Linked DNA regions of Sus scrofa: regions 2 and 3 are each linked to region 1. A link is a contact called in public Hi-C data. All regions are on one chromosome and are shown on one strand. The core of a region is the stretch at or near the end of the contact, and the rest is flanking DNA. Distances in the headings are between cores, read along the strand shown. Region 1 has its middle 110 kb from the start of MYOCD. Region 2 overlaps LOC110256111. Region 3 overlaps MYOCD (myocardin).

The links. A called contact is a pair of places that touch in the nucleus more often than the background predicts.
Region 2: a Hi-C map of embryonic fibroblasts shows a contact between it and region 1, with 2.0 times the contacts expected there. The contact joins two enhancer-like sites. A contact is called at or near these places in 4 of 47 Hi-C or Micro-C datasets (embryonic fibroblasts, fetal heart ventricle and heart right ventricle).
Region 3: a Hi-C map of retroperitoneal adipose tissue shows a contact between it and region 1, with 1.9 times the contacts expected there. The contact joins two enhancer-like sites. A contact is called at or near these places in 1 of 5 promoter capture datasets (liver) and 9 of 47 Hi-C or Micro-C datasets (brain, embryonic fibroblasts, heart right ventricle and 6 more).

What each region holds. Positions count from the first base shown.
Region 1 is chr12:56,822,425-56,825,806 of Sscrofa11.1, reverse strand. No RefSeq gene overlaps it. Among named protein-coding and RNA genes, the nearest start is that of MYOCD, 110 kb to the left of the region's middle. Within about 2 kb of position 1,611, at least 5 of the 83 cell types and tissues checked have an H3K27ac peak or open chromatin away from gene starts, as enhancers often do.
Region 2 is chr12:56,580,604-56,583,985 of Sscrofa11.1, reverse strand. The region is part of intron 2 of LOC110256111; the gene reads right to left. Among named protein-coding and RNA genes, the nearest start is that of MIR744, 120 kb to the right of the region's middle. Within about 2 kb of position 1,910, at least 1 of the 83 cell types and tissues checked has an H3K27ac peak or open chromatin away from gene starts, as enhancers often do.
Region 3 is chr12:57,004,149-57,007,530 of Sscrofa11.1, reverse strand. It overlaps MYOCD (myocardin), which reads right to left. Exons shown (of 14, transcript NM_213745.1): 8 at 1-117. Among named protein-coding and RNA genes, the nearest start is that of ARHGAP44, 44 kb to the left of the region's middle. Within about 2 kb of position 1,555, at least 10 of the 83 cell types and tissues checked have an H3K27ac peak or open chromatin away from gene starts, as enhancers often do.

The sequences.
Region 1 (3,382 bases), core at 362-2,861:
TGCTGGAAAAGACAACCGCCGATGGAGATGCAATCACACTGTAAATCACAGTTTTGGACAGTAACCTCTGCAAGCTCAGGGTCCTCTACCAGGAAAATTAGGTAGCTGGATTAGATCTGCAGTTCTCAACCCAAGCTCTGTAGCAGAATCACCCAGAGAAATTTAAAAGCACACCCATGTCCTAGCCCACCACCAGATTTTATTTAATGAGTCTAGGGTTTGGGGCGGCCGGTGGCAAATGATTCTGATGTGTAGCCTGGACTGAGAGCTAGGAGGCTAGAACAAGTCAGAGGCCTCCACCAACTTTTATGCAGCAGCCTCTGTGATAGTCTTGAGCTTTCTGGGAAAAGGAATAAGAGTAACCTATGACTACTGGCATTGGCCTCTTTAGCTGGGAATGTTCTGATAGAGTGTCTCCTAGGATGCTCTGTGGACGTTTTCTAGCCCCATCATATGGCTCAGGACAAATCAGTAGTAAACCATATAATTCTGATGCATTCTCTCCTAGGAAGACACAGCACAGGGCTCAGGATTAGACAGAGGTTAAATCAGGAGTGATTATCTACATAGCTGATGTTCCTAATGTTGTGATTAGTTAATCAATTAATTAATCTACTTATTTAAATTTTATTTTATACCAGAGTATAGTTGATTTACGGTGTTGGTGTAGTTTCTGGTGGACCACAAAGTGAATCGGTTATACATATACATTTATCTATTCTTTGTCAGGTTATTATGGGGTATTGAGTAGAGTTTCTTGTGCTCTGCAGTAGGTTCTTATTAGTTACCTATTTTAAATATAAAATACAGTAGTGTGTATATGTTAATACTAAGCTTCTAATTTACCCATCTCCTCCTCCTTTCCCCTTTGGTAACCATAAGTTTGTTTTCAGTGAGTCTGCTTCTGTTTTGTAAATAAGTGCATTTGTATCACTTTTTCTTTTTCTTTTCTTTTTATTTTGGGGGGGAGGCGCACCCATGGCATATGGAGGTTCCCAGGCTAGGGGTCTAACCAGAGCTGTAGACACTGGCCTACCCCACAGCCACAGCAACACGGGATCTGAGCTGCATCTGCGACCAACACCACAGCTCGTGACAATGCTGGATCCTGAACCCACTGAGCGAGGCCAGGGATCGAACCTGTGTCCTCATGGATACTAGTCAGATTCATTTCTGCTGAGCCCCGATGGGAACTCCTGTATCACTTTTTTAGGACTCCACAAATCATACACACACACATATAGAAAGCTCTTCCGAGGGTTCCAGTTTGATGCTCTGTGCTGACCAGAGTCAGATTTTGAAGCGGACCTGAGTCTTTCTAGGTCACAACTTATTCCACTCTTGTTACACATCTCATATAATGCTCTGGGATACTGTCGGTGACATAAGTGCCTAGGGAACCAATTGTGGCCGTAAAAACACTGTTAATGAGAAAAATCCTTCTCACTAGCCATACTCCAGGGAATTCTGGATTTGATTACCCACTTTTCAATGCTTGACAATTTGACTGGTATTTAATGCCTTCTCATTTTTCCTGATAGGGACCGCTAAGCACGTTATGTTCCTTCTCCCAGTTGGCAACGCCACAAAGGCCAGCAATAAAAACCCCCACTTGTGTAATAAACTCTTGTACAATCTACTGCTTATGAACAAGGTCCCTGAAAGTGTGCAACCTTTCTGCACATTAAACACAAAACAGATGGAGAGTTGAAAATAACTTTCCTCTTCAGGGGAGGGGAAAGTCAAAGAAGAGAAGGCAAGATTCACAGTCAGAGTCCCGAGTTACCAAGCCAGAGGCTGAACTCTCCGTTCCAGGCTGTCAGGGGCAGACGCATTCTTTCAGCAAAGCTCCAGGGACCTCGGGGACCTGTGGGGTGGGAAGGGGGAGGCAGCTGGGCTTCAGGGAAAGGCTGTGTGGGGCGGCGAGGCAGGCAGCCTCAGCTGCCACTTGCTGGCCAAGTAACCTGGGCAAGGCACGGATTCCTCAGAGCCTGTTCTCTAAATTCCAAGTGTCAAAGGATGACCTTGAACCCTATTCCCCAAGCACACCAGAAAATGGAGTAGCTGAAAATAGAAACACTCTTGGTATTGTTTTCTCTGCTTTTATTTGTTGGTTTTGTATGTGTGTGTGTATATATATATATATGTATACACACATACAAACTAATTATATGTTAAAATAGAGATAATATACAGAATTCACTAGATAGACACAATGGAATCAAGATTTTATAAAGGATTATGTACAAATGCACACACGTATGTATGAATGTATATCTATTTTCTTATACTCTGCCATGTTTTAGGGGAAAAGGTGTGGTGGTTTATAATACACATTTATTATATACTGCTTCATAGTCTATGATGTTATTTGTGGAAGTTACTGAGATTTGGTTATAAAATAGAACTGAAACTTCAGAGTAGTAAAACAGCCTCCTTCCATTTGTACCCTGACCCCCAAAGACAGAAAACACACCCTGGGGTAAGGTATGGGGTCTGAATAGCAGGCTTTAGGTGTTTTATAAAATGTAATGAAATTTACAGAAGGTTTCTTTAAACATAGACTCCTTTGAAGTGCTGATGAGGCACCTTCTAAAGGAATGAGATTTGAGGGAACGAATGGACTTTCCACTCGTTTTATCAGTCAGTATCCAGTCAGGGTATGGAGACCACACCAGGAATTTCAAACAGATGGGATTTAATAGAGGAATGAATGACGTGGGGTGGGAAGAGGGAAACAACAGAAGGAAGCCCGAGGAGGCAGCTGCCACACCTGAGCTGACGCAACAAAAAGAAGATGCAAGCTGCGCTGGAAAAGATGCTCAGGTCTCTGAGAAGGGGAGCAGCCACGGCGGACGGCCCCTTAAGAGACGGAGGAAGGTCCAGAGCATCCCGGACCAGGGGAAGCCAAAGCTCCCTTCTCTCCTCCCGCGTCCGTTCTCTCTAGCGCCACCTGTCGGCTGCATTGACAAGAGGTCGCTCCCGGAGCAAAGATGGGTTTGAAGCGTAGATATAAGAAGGGGAGAATTAATTAGTCCACGGAGTCAGGAGTTAGAAGGTCCCAGGAGTCAGAATGGTGGGCAAAATCCACGAAAAATGAGTGCCACCAGAGGTAAAAGAAGCTAATCGAGCTCCGTGGCCAAATTCCTCCAACAGGTAGAAAAGAGCTGGCAAGAAGCCACACCGAAATCGGAAAAACCTATCGCATCAGTTCCCAAGGAGTTCTCATCCTCCTCTGATTCTTTCACATTGGCTCAGTAAGTGGAGAGAATTTGTTCTCTGGTGCCATTAGCTGCCTCCATGAACCCTTCAGAATTCTGCAGCCAGTGACTGTATTTTGTACATGTACTTAATGTGTTATTTTTATCCCCCAAATTTCTAT
Region 2 (3,382 bases), core at 661-3,160, 240 kb after region 1:
AAAAGCACCGAGAAGCAGCAGCTCTGCCTCCCTCTGTAGCAGCCAGTGTCTCCCAGGGGCCCAGGGCCTCCTCCATGTCTGCTTTATTCCCCGAGTTCCTGGTCTGGTGCTGCTTCTGACCATACCTCCAACACCTGCTCCAAATGCGAAAGTCAGCTTCGTCTTTGCTGGCTTCACCCGCAGTGATGTGACTAAGGCCACACCATCGAGGGTGAGCACACGGGCTTAGGAAATGGGACCAGCTTCCCAAATCACCCTTATTCCCTCCCACGCCCACCCAACTGCCACCCCCAGGTGATGGGTTCTAAGCCTGTGGGGTTCCATGTTCCCAGAGACAGAAGCTCTCTCTGGTCCCTTTCAGAATCATATTTGAATTAACTTACTGGGCCAACAGAAAACCTTACACAAACTCTTCCTTGGGTATCAATTCTATAGACGTGAGGGGTTAAATCTGTTTCTAGTCAGGTATGAACGCCTTGAACATTTAAAACTTTTTTTGCTTTTGAGGGCTGCACCCGTGGCATATGGAGGACCCCAGGCGAGGGGTTGAACTGGAGCAACAGCTGCCAGCCTACGCCACAGCCACAGCCATGTGGGATCTGAGCTGTGTCTGCAACCTACACAACTCATGGCAACACCGGATCCTTAACCCACTGAGCAAGACCAGGGACTGAACCCGCAACCTCATGGATACTAGTCGGATTCATTTTCACTGCGCCACAAGGGGAGCTATTTAAAACATTAATAAAATTTTTAATTTTTACCAATGAAAAAAATGCTGCTTGTCATTCATTTTCTGGCTTTTTGTCACAAGGTCTTTACATCTCTATTCTCCAACCATAAGTAAATGAAAATTATGATTACAAATACTCATCAGGGGAATAGTGACGTACTCGCCGAGAGTAACTTTAGAAAGTATTTAAGTATGCTTCATGGCGCTGTACTAGTGTTACTAAAATAGAATCTAGATAGGGGGTGTCGCTGTCACTTCCTAACTTCTGGTTTGTCATTTTAGCACTTGCCAGACTCCAGGACACGCTTCAACAAGGTCTTGCAATTGGGGTACACTGCCACCAAGTGGTGGCAAATGCCATGCTCACATTCCAAGTAAACCCAATCTGTGCCTGAGGTTCACGGGCCATCTATTCAACATGTGTGTAAACCAACGCCTGTCTACTTGTGCACGGGAAAAATGTGTCTTCATCAAAATCACGGTCTGACAGTAAGATTATAAACATTTTCTTCCAGAAAATCATTTCAGAAAGAGAAACGTGCGACAGCCTGATAATCACTATTGTTTAATTCCAGCAGCCAGAGAGGAGTCAGAGTTCAAACCTGCTTCGGGGTCAATGCCTCCAAATTGATTTCTGAAAGATACTAAGCCCTGGACACACAACAGCACATAATTAAATTACTTCTTTAAATGGATTTTGACACTCGTTTCAGTGACTATGATTGAAAAATGGCAACGGACATGTCATCACAAAGCCAACAGTTTAAAAACAGTGGAGCCCGGCACAGCCCTCGCTGCTCCTCCCTGACTGCACCTGCTGCCCAGCAGACGCCGCCGCCGACTCGCAGGCCTGCTCCCCAGATAGAAGCGGGGTGCCCTCCACGGGGAGGGCAAAGACCCCGGCCAGGCGGTATTTGCAGCCCCCTCCCTCTGCCCATGACCCCCGTGCAGCTGGGCTACCACCAGAGGCTCTGGCAGAAGCTGGCAAAGTCCACCTTTTTCTGGGGAGTCCACCAGTGGGAGAGCTTCAGAGGGACTGTTCTAGAAACAGCCAAGTCCCCAGACCCAAGGCCTCCTCCACCCCAACCTCACAGTGGGCGAGGCCAGCTCAAGCCCCTCAGGGCGCCCCGGCCACGAGCATGGCTGTGCTGAGCACTCGTCCAGTGCCACCTTCCCGCAGGGCTTTCCTGCCAGCAGCCCAAGTTCTCTGCCAAGAGGAGCGTCATAAGCAGGTTCTGTGAACCTGCCCGGAAGCCCCAGCAGGAGACGGTGCCAGGAGCTGCAGGTCCCCGGAGGGGCTTCGGGGAGGTGGGGCCTCCGAGAGAGAAGACCGGGGAGGGTGGGGGGCACGGTCAGACTGTCCTGAACTGGGATCCGCTGACCCCCGGGAGGCTGGCACATCACTGGGCACTGCCCTGCGAGGCTGAAGCTGCGAGGACCAGGCAGGAAGATGCTGTGTGACACCACTAAGCGCCCACGAGGGGCTCGTCGCAGAGGAGGTGGGGGCCTCTTCCGCATGGTAAGGCTGCCCCTGCCAGACAAACACTGAAGAATGCACCAGGCTGTGGGGGAATTTCCATTAGACGCACCTATGTACCTACCCCAGGCATGGGTGTCCCCTGGGTGGAGCGTGTCTCTTAAAAGAACACTGTGGGTTCTGCAGAGACATCAAGGTCCCTGCAGGGGGTGAGCAGGGCTTCTGTGTATCGCTGTCCCCGAGTGCTTCTGGATCCCCAGGGGGCTCCTCCCATACGATACAGCTCAGTGCAGTCAGCTGACGTCTGCCCGGGCCAGCTTTTCCCCAGCTTCCAGCGAGGGGACGCTGGGGCCCTCGTCTCCAACCCGCAGGTCACAGACAGACAGCTGCTCCACCAGACACCAGCTACGCTGGGCAACCAGGGGGCTACGTCTTTCCTGAGAGCCCTCACCAGAGAGGAGCTGCTGGGGACCCGGCAGAAGAAGGGAGATGGGGGAGTTACCACTGGGGCTCAGCAGGTTAAGAACCCGACTAGTGGAGTTCCCGTCGTGGCCCAGTGGTTAACGAATCCTACTAGGAACCATGAGATTGTGGGTTGTATCCCTGGCCTTGCTCAGTGGGTTAAGGATCTGGCGTTGCCGTGAGCTGTGGCGTAGGTCGCAGATGCGGCTCTGATCTGGCATGGCTGTGGTGCAGGCCAGCAGCTACAGCTGATTCGACCCCTAGCCAGGAACCTCCATATGCTGTGGGTGTGGCCCCAAATAAATCAAGAAGAAGGGATAAGGCCATTACGGCCCATGAAAGACGGCCCCCAAACCCTCTCACCCTCATGCTAACCTGGCCTGGGTCGACCTCCCGTCCCCTTCCACCCAGAGGGCCCTATGACTGCTTTGCCTGGGGAGGCATGTGAAAATGCCATCCCCAGACTGCAGCAGGACCTGTAGCTGCTGCCTGGGGCCCCTGGCACCCCCAGCTGCGGTGCTGAGGTGAGGACCCTGCTGGGGACCCCAGGCAGAGAGGCAGAGTCCCACCTGACCCAAACCATGCAGCCTCCCAGCCAAGGTGCCAGGGATGCAAAGAAGCCATCTGGGACCAGAGAAGCATCCTCGAGTGGCCCAGTAACGCCCAGGCCGCTTGGAGCTCCAGGGAGGTCGAGCCACGCCCAGCCCAAC
Region 3 (3,382 bases), core at 306-2,805, 180 kb before region 1:
CGACTTCTCCGCCTTCTGGTCCGGAGGGATATACTGGTGGTACTTGAGCTTCTTCACCTTGGGCTTGGGGTCTTTGGGCTTTTTGTGGCGGTTCTTACCGTCGCTCAAGGACTTGGACTGCAAAGGGGATGGAGAGAGAGCATATGCGCTTGAGGTGTCGGATGGGAATGACTTGGCATCATGGGTTTACCTCTAGGAGGTTTGGTTTGACGAATGCTCTTGAGCCCCGGGTCTCCAGTGCAGCAAAGGCAGGATGCACAGAGACCCGGGGACATGAAGGCATCTAATCCACTGTAAACTCATCACAGTGCAAGGACACTCCTTAGGCGGGGAGTCTTGAATCTCAGAGGGGGCTCGGGAAGAATTTCCTTTCTAGCCTAAAGTGAGATGTAAGCCCGTGTTTCGTGAGGGCACCTTCCTCACCTAAGACCAACTGACTTTGGATGAAGGCGATAACCTGCTCTTGGGAGGGAGTTCTAAGAAAGTTCTTCCACCCGTATAGCTGTTATCACCTTTAAATACGCCCTTCGTAAGCTGACTCTTGATGACAGAAACTCAGACGACATTTAAGCCTGTCTTTGAAAATCCAGAGTGTGGATGTTTGCTGCTTCTTTAAAGGTAAGATCCATTTCCCTTCCCACCAAAAATGGATATAAGATCAGGAAGGGACACCCTCTGAACTAAAGATATTTTACCGACTATGGGAAGGGTTAGCTGTCCACAGGATCTTTCCAGAAGTTACCATCGTGGCACAATTTGGACTCTTGAAAAAAGTGAAGGACACAGGCTTGGAAGCTAAGACATTTTTGAACATGGTTCAGTTATCCGTGTTATGTTATGACATCTCAAACACCTCACCTACAAGGTGGGGAAAATATTCTCTCCTTTTGATCACAGTAAAATCAATGAAAGAAGATAAAATTTTTTTTTTGGCCACACACAGCATATACAAGTCCCTGGGCCAGGAATCGAACCCATGCCACGCAGTGATCTGAGCCACTGCAAAGACAACACTGGGTCTTTAACTTGCTGCACCACCAGAGAACTCCAAACGTGCTGTTGAAATAATAGAGTTCAAAGGATAGTGTGATTCTATTTATAACCTGCTCCTAAAAAAAAGGCCTCCACAGATTGGGAAGCAATTGGCCCCTACTGCCATCAGTTAAAAAAACCCAGAAGTTTCCGTTGTGGCGCAGCAGCAACGAATCTGACTAGTAGTACTCATGAGGTTGCGGGTTCAATCCCTGGCCTTGCTCAGTGGGTTAAGGATCTGGCATTTCTGTGAGCTGCGGTGTAGGTCGCAGACGTGGCTTGGATCCCGTGTGGCTGTGGCTGTGGGGTAGGCTGGCAGCTATAGCTCTGATTCAACCCCTAGCCTGGGAACCTCCATATGCTGTGGGTGCTGCCCTAAAAAAAAAAAAAACCGCATACATTTCTAGACCCTGACTTTATTACAGAAGATTGAAATCAACATGGCTGTGGCTATCAAGGTGGGAGTCTCGAGGTTCCAGGGACAAGGTCGAGGGAAGGTGTGGTACCAGCAGTGTCCACCAGAGGGGGCTCCTGATTAGCTGGCAGGCCTGCTGTGACCGGGCAGCGTCCCCATTGTAACCACTAACCACACATCTGAAGGTGACCTGTTCCACTTGCTTTTCTCTGACTCAGCACGTCCCACCACCGAAGCTCTTTTGTGTTTTCTAGGGGAGGTGGCTTCTTGGACACCATGGACAATGGGCTCACGTTCTCCCGTGGGCCGGGTGGCCCTCCTCCCTGCTCCTCCATTGATGAGCATTCCAATTAATTAATCAGTCTTCTGTACAGGGCCCTGCAGCCAGCTCTGCCCTGCTCTGCTGCAGCTCAGCCCCTGTCCCCACTGCTCCTCGGATGTGCCTTGGGTGGGGGAACTTCAGCCCTGGGGTCTCGCATTTAAGTCAGAGGCAAAGGAATTTTCTCTCTGTTGCCTTCATACAGGGACTCTTGAGCATTCTAGAAGGTATGCCTTCTAGAATCGGGCCATTTTCTCCAGATGCCGAGGGGGCAAAGACCACTGACCCCACGGAACTCTGAATCCATGGGACTGCAGCGTTTCATGCTCTTTCGGACGCCAGAGGATCCAGAGGTGGCGGGGTTTTGTTTTCTCTCTCAAACTGCATGGTCCATACATAGGAGCACAGGCACCTTCCCAACGCAGACCTGGATCCGAATCCCGGTGGTTTAAGACCCTGTCTGTGTAAAGCGGGAAGGGTGTGGCTTGCGGCCAGAGAGGCCCGGACAGGCTCAAGGTGTTCTGATGCGCAGCCACACACGCCGCTGGGCCGGCCGTGTGCCCGCCACCCCACAGCCTACACGCAGCTTGCCCAGCCTGCCCTGCACGCTGACGTCCAAAGTCCAGGCTGCAAAGGAGATCATCGCCCAGCACTGACGCCACTAAACACCCTCCCCGAGAGCCTACCCCTCCTGCCTCCTTTCTTTCTAATTTGCTGCTGTCTGCGGCTCCCTCCTGGGCTCGCTGACTCCAGCTCATCCTTCAAGGCTGGTTCAACCCCCTGCTCACCTGTGAGGCCTTCTCGAACCCACAGTGATGCCTCTTATCTGCAGGTCTCATAGGACACTTGAGGCCACCCTGTGACGGTCACCTGGCTGCAGACCCTGCCTGGGGGGGTGAGGGAGACTGATGCCCCGCCTCCCTTCTGCGTCGAGGTGATCTGCCCCGATGGGGTGGCTGTGGCTGCTTGGGGAAGGGGACCCTCTTTTTATATTGTGGTGAAATACAAAGAACATAAACATCACCATGGCAACCACTTTCCAAGCTGCAATTCTGCGGCGTTTGGTACCTTTATAAGTGTGTGCAACCGTCAGTGCATGTTGCGCAGCCAGAATATTTTCATCACCTTACAAGGTGTCTCCATCCCCACGAAGCAGCCCTTCCCCATCCCCCCCTTCCTGAGGCCCCTGGAAACCCCTCATCTGCCTTCTGTTCCGTGGATCCACCTCTTTGGGAGGTTTCATAAAAAATGGAATCAGATGCTCTGTGGCCTTTTGCATCGGGCTTCTTGCACGGGCATGTTTTCAAGGTCCATTCATGCGGCAGCAAGAGTCAGTGCTTCGCTTCCTTTTATGGCTGAGTAATATTCCGCTGTGTGGTCTGCCGTGTTTATGCACTCTGCAGTTGAGGGGCCTCTGGGTCCGCTCCAACTTTGGACTATCGGGAACGGTGCTGCAATGACTATTCCTGCCTGTGTGTTTGTCTGAACATCTGTTTTCAGTTCTCTGGGGGTATGTGTTTAGGAGTGGATTGCTGGCTTATATAGTCATTCGATGTTGACTTTATCGAGGAACCACCAAACCGCATTCCACACAGATGCACCATTTCACATTTCTG